Regions from separate parts of the Danio rerio genome. Here region 1 is linked to region 2. Evidence: chromatin contacts called from public Micro-C data. All regions are on one chromosome and are shown on one strand. Each heading gives the region's core, a stretch centred on a gene start, on an enhancer-like site or on the middle of the called end of the contact. The rest is flanking DNA. Distances are from core to core; before and after follow the strand shown. Region 1 overlaps bmpr2b (bone morphogenetic protein receptor, type II b (serine/threonine kinase)). Region 2 overlaps bmpr2b (bone morphogenetic protein receptor, type II b (serine/threonine kinase)).

The links. A called contact is a pair of places that touch in the nucleus more often than the background predicts.
Region 1: a Micro-C map of caudal fin shows a contact between it and region 2, with 2.5 times the contacts expected there. The contact joins two enhancer-like sites. A contact is called at or near these places in 2 of 18 Hi-C or Micro-C datasets (caudal fin and an unstated tissue).

What each region holds. Positions count from the first base shown.
Region 1 is chr9:13,239,596-13,242,508 of GRCz12tu, forward strand. The region is part of intron 7 of bmpr2b (bone morphogenetic protein receptor, type II b (serine/threonine kinase)); the gene reads left to right. Among named protein-coding and RNA genes, the nearest start is that of fam117bb, 25 kb to the right of the region's middle. Within about 2 kb of position 1,391, at least 11 of the 62 cell types and tissues checked have an H3K27ac peak or open chromatin away from gene starts, as enhancers often do.
Region 2 is chr9:13,167,961-13,170,846 of GRCz12tu, forward strand. The region is part of intron 1 of bmpr2b (bone morphogenetic protein receptor, type II b (serine/threonine kinase)); the gene reads left to right. Among named protein-coding and RNA genes, the nearest start is that of bmpr2b, 64 kb to the left of the region's middle. Within about 2 kb of position 1,346, at least 36 of the 62 cell types and tissues checked have an H3K27ac peak or open chromatin away from gene starts, as enhancers often do.

The DNA.
Region 1 (2,913 bases), core at 141-2,640, 72 kb after region 2:
ACTTTATTCAATAAAGGAACAGATTTAATTTCAGTTAGTTAGATAGGTAACTTTATTTGTTTATAAAAAAAATCATTTAAAAACACGGTACCCCTACTCTAAATAAATATCCAGTCTACTGGCCATCAACAATAATATTTTAGATTTATGTAGTGTTTCAGGCATTCATATTCGCACACATAAAAGTTTTGTTTTTGTGCATAAAGCTTGTATAGTTGAGCTTCTGCTTATGTTCCCTCATCAATATTTTAGATGTGAATAAAAGCTAACAAAATACACACTGTTGGTTTGTTGTAACCTAATGTTGGGTCAAACATCGACAGACACAATGTTAAGTAAAATTTTTAAATTTAATTTAAATTACACTTTTTAACCCAAAATTTGGGCTTGTTATTTAACCTAACATTAGTTTATAACAACCCAGTATGTTTGAGAGTTTATACAGCAACCCAGCAGACAAAGTATGTCAACATGACGTCAGATTGGCGTTGTATCGTGGGAACGTTGCACTTTTTTGGTGAATGAAAATCGAGTTGACGTCAGAATCCAACATCAGTTCGATGTCATTGTTCAACATCCAACCTAAAATCAATCAAATATCAACGTCTATTGACGTTTCAGCTTGACGTTATGTGGACGTTACCACTATGATGTCACGTCTATCAGACGCTTGGTTGTCATACCTGATGAATAAATGTCAGGATTTGACGTCAATATGACGCTGGTTTAAGATGTTGGCTCAGCGTTAGATTGTGGTCAGTTTCCAACACAACCTAAAATCAACCAAAAATCATTGTCATTATTAGACGTCAAAACAACGTTGTCCTTAGACGCTGGATAGACATTGAATTTTGGTTACCTGATGTCACAACCTAAATCTAACCTATTATCTAACATAACCTCTTATGATGCTGTGTACGCTGGTAGATGGTGTTATTTAATAGATTAAATGGCTTAATTCACATTCACATTTTGGATGTTTGAATGTTTTCTCTCCACAAGTCTGAAGGTTTTAACTGCAGTATCTTGCCTTAAAGGGCCAGCAGCATGAGGTGCTATAAACAAAAAACATTCCCCTAATTTGTTTGTCGAGCTCCTTGTGTTTCGCTGGAGCATCGCCAGAGATCAGCAGACAGTCTGCGGCTCATCATATCTCAAGTTCATTTTCCTCTCAGCTGTCTCATTAACAACTGATCTGAGAGCAGCCGTCCACCGGCTTTCTGCATCAGGAGATATTATGCGCTGATCTGGGTGCAGTCGTGGTGCATATTGTTTTGCCACTGCCCTCATTACTAGCTGAACTTTAGAGGCAGACAGACAGCGGGTTGAGAATGAGAGAGAGAGAGAGGGTATTCATCCACATACTCTATCCTTAGCACATTCGTCTCTTAGCGCCCTCTGCCGGTTGAGTCTTGTAATGGTTTGTGAAAACATTCATTTTCCTTTGGCTTAGTCCCTGATTTATCATGGGTTTCCACAGCAGAATGAACCGCCAACTACTCTGGCAAATGTTTTACACAGCGGATGACCTTCCAGGTGCAACCCAATACTAGGAAAGTTTGTGAAAACTTCTCAGAAATAATGTACTGTACGAGTGTTTCCTGTGGTGGAATTTTATTCAGGTTGTAAAGGGGCAGCTCTATGATATATTACTGTTTTGGGCAGGATTATTATAGTTAATTAAAAGAACAAACATGTTCAACTTTATGACTAAATTTAAATATATATTTATCTTGAATTATGTTAATAGGAAAAAAAATTGTATGAAGTTTGTATTTTTAATATGAGTTTTCAGCTACATTAATGTAAACAGCATAATGCAGTATTTTATTATACATTCACCCCCATTTCCTTTCTTAAATGTATTTTTTCAAAGCTGAGTTTCTGGCATAATTACTCCATTACTCAGTGTCACATTGTAATGCAATACTTTATATTAAAAAAGGAGACTAACAAAACTTTTCTGATGCCACATTATAGCAGCAATTGTTTACACATAATATACAGTACATAACAGTAATGACATGGTAGGGAATAGGGCTGTGCGATTTGGGCGAAATATTTAATTGCAATTTTTTTAACAGATATTGTGATTTTGATTTGATTTGCGATTTAATTTTGTTTTCAATTTAGATACTGGTTGCTGTATTTCCTCGTGCTGGCAGCAATTTCTGCGACAGCTCTTATAAATTAAAAATCATTTAAGAAATATTTAATGGCACAATATTAAGTGGATTGTTGATCTGGATGTTATGTATAAATTTTGTATTTTAATATTTTTATTGCTCTTGTTGTTATGTATTAATGTAATTGTGTGTTATGTTCGATGGACCCCAGGAAGAGTTTGCACTTGTCAGGGGATCATGATAGATAGATAGATAGATAGATAGATAGATAGATAGATAGATAGATAGATAGATAGATAGATAGATAGATGGATGGATGGATGGATGGATGGATGGATGGATGGATGGATGGATGGATGGATGGATGGATGGATGGATGGATGGATGGATGGATGGATGGATGGATGGATGGATGGATGGATGGATGGATGGATGGACGGACGAATGGACGGATGGATGGATGGATGGATGACCTGTTTTGTTTTTGTGTCTGTGACTTTGAAACTAAAATATTCCCATATTACTAATGTGCTGTTTTTTTAATATTAATTAGTCTATTAATGGTTCTGAAGCGACAGACAGCATCATCCCACTCATCCGCGCTTTCCTGTTTGTTTGTTTTTATTTTATTGTGGGTGCTCTGCATAGTTTGGTCATGCAATTCTGATTGGGCAGAAAGCAAGTGTGCTTAATCAATTGGCTTGTAAGACTTGTCACACGCTGACAGCTGTCATGCTTTTGCTAAAGGCAGGATTAAATAACACGTAAATTAAATAACACACACACA
Region 2 (2,886 bases), core at 96-2,595:
GTAGGTATTGTATTTTAATTTACTTGAATTTATTACTCGATCGATAGAAAAGTATGGTATGCATCATGAATGTAAGTAGCATAAATGGAACTCGGACGTACTACAGATGCCATTTTGTCATCATCATCACGCGACATCGGATGGGCACTTCAGAATCTCACCGGAAGCAGTAGGTCATCTGGTTACTTTCTATGTATTCGGACATACATGTAGTACTTGGCTTGCATATTGTTTTTAGCGTACTTTATAGTATGGAAGTCTGTGATTTCGGTCGCAGCCATTTGTGTTCAAAGCAGAAAAAAGTTCTTGTTTTTTACCCAGACATTAAAAAGAATATATTTTAGAGCAGTAAATACTGTGAAGCTGTTATCATACTGTTACAATCTTATTCTGACCCATGCCTATACATAAGGATCTGTTTTGTTTAACAGATCCTTAACAGATAATGTCACTTACAAACTATTAAACACTTAATACTGACAATGTTCTTGAGAACCAAGTTTGGGTTACTGTAGTGTTAATACAAATGCCACACTTAATTTTCTACTCAAGTTAATTATTCATAAAGTACACATAATGAATGCAGCTTTTATTTGATTACGATATAGTACAATGAAATTGTATATTTCACCAGTACGCCACCTAATCTACAGTAACTGCCTGATGGTCTGGTGTGGTAATGCCACACCAGATGGCTCTGGAATTGCTGAACCATCCTATTTCCTTTCATTTGGCCCCTAAGTTCTCCTAGGCCAAGCTGGAGTGAGGTTTCTGCTGGTGCCCCCTCCAGTGCCAGCACAGCCCCCTCTCTGCTTTCCTGTATCTGAGAGCCAGCCTGACAGCTTCCCTGTCCATAGAGACATTGGCAGAAGATGGGGCCAGTGCCAACCTCTCAGATAATCTACTGGAAAGGAAACGGCCACAGGCCCTTCGGCTCTTTGGCAGACAGAGCCTCAGCTTTTGGCCTCAGCGGAGACGTGATAAATTAATCACGATTTGTACTCGGCTTAGGTTTGTGTAGTCCTTTACTCTGATGTATTCTTTATAGAAAAGCCCCGTTTTGTTTTTCACAGTGCCAGCAAGTGAGTTGTGGGCAGATCACTGGCTTTTTGGACTGCGCTTTCCCTTTAAAACGAAGACCAGGAGCTGAGACTAACACAGGCCGAAGGTCCCCAGTAAGGCAAAGTTGAGTGTTATCTGGGGAAATTGCTGACAGGCCTCTAAGCAGTAGCTCTAACCTTGAGCTGCTGCACAAACAGTAGCAGGGCCGAGTCAGACTGGTACAGACTGCCCCCAAAAACAATCCCACAATCCCCTTCTACCCTCACCCTCCTCCCTGTGCTCTTTCGGTAGAGAGTAGAGCACCCTGCCACCTAGAGGTGGAGGAATTTTCTCTTGCTGCCCAGCAGACAAAAATAAAGAGCCGAGTCATTTGGAAGATTCGAAAATGCATGTCCGGATGGAGCGGAGCCAGTCGATGAAAGCTGAATTAATCACGACATGAAGGAAACACTTGAGTGAAATGCTCTCATCCCAGCTGTACTGAACGGGAATGAAGGGAATTCAGATTACGCAGTTGGACCTATTTATGAGAAAACACGTCTCTTGGGGAAAGAAAACAGTGCCAGCAGCACCTTTTTAATTTTTCAGACTCTCTAATGTGTCTGGCCCGCTATTGATCAGCTGTTATGGCACTTTCAGGGCTGATGCTGTAGCCGATGAACCAGGAACCTTAACAAATTGCTCCAATTATAATCAGCAGTGTTGTTGTCTGTCTGCCCTTACATGTTGATGTGATGTGGCTTCAGCTGACAGACAGCCCTTTCCTATTTTTGTTGAGCTACAGAGCTTCCCCAGCCTATTTGTCATTTAAAATAATAATAAAAATATATACTTGCCCATATATCCCCTGGGAAAACATGTGAACACATCTCTTTTAAACTAAACTCAAACAAAAAACAGCCTGGAGCAGAATGCTTGGATGTAAGCTGTAAACTTCAAAAACGTTTAAATTCAGCTTTTGGTTTCTCCCTCTGAAGCACTTACTGTTGAAAACAACATTTGCTTCCTGGCAGACTGTTAAAGATTGCATACTAGACTCCCAGTAAACCATTAAGTCGTTAAAGTAGTCATGAAGTGAGACTATTTGCTTTGTTAGGCCATTCTTGAGGTGAACAATTCAATTAATCCACAGAAAAAAAATTATGTTTGTTTTTGTTATCTTTAATTAAAATCAGAAAATTGGCTTTCACTCTGGAACGAAAGTCCTTCTGTGATGATGTCAGATTTAGCCTGTCCTCTCCTACTGTTTGTTTGCTGCAAGCGAGAGATGGCTAGGACTGAAATGAAAGCCATCAGTTCACTATTCTGTCATTATTGTAATGTTTAGAGGAAAGGAAATCGGTGATGTGTGGCCAAGTATGGAGCCCTTACTGTTCACACAGTGTGTACTTCACGCTGACTGCTTTGGCTTTGCAAAAGTCTAAATCTGCAGACCTCTAGTGAGTGGGTGTGGGAATCGTGCAGAAGCAGAAAGAAAAAATCAAGCCTTTAACTCATATAGTAGCTTCTCAATAGAGAAAGACATACAGATTAAGTCAGAATTATTATCCCCCCAAAATTATTAGGCGCGTTTATTTTTTTCCCCAATTTCTGTTTAACGGATAGAAGATTTTTTCAACACATTTCTAAACATTATAGTTTTAATAACTCATCTTTAATAATGGATTTGATCTTTGCCATGACAGTAAATAATAGTTTACTAGATATTTTTAAAGACACTTCTATACAGCTTAAAGTGACATTTAAAGGCTTAAGCTATATATTTTTTTGTGATAGTCTACAGAACAAACCATCATTATACAATCACTGCATGATTACCCTGAC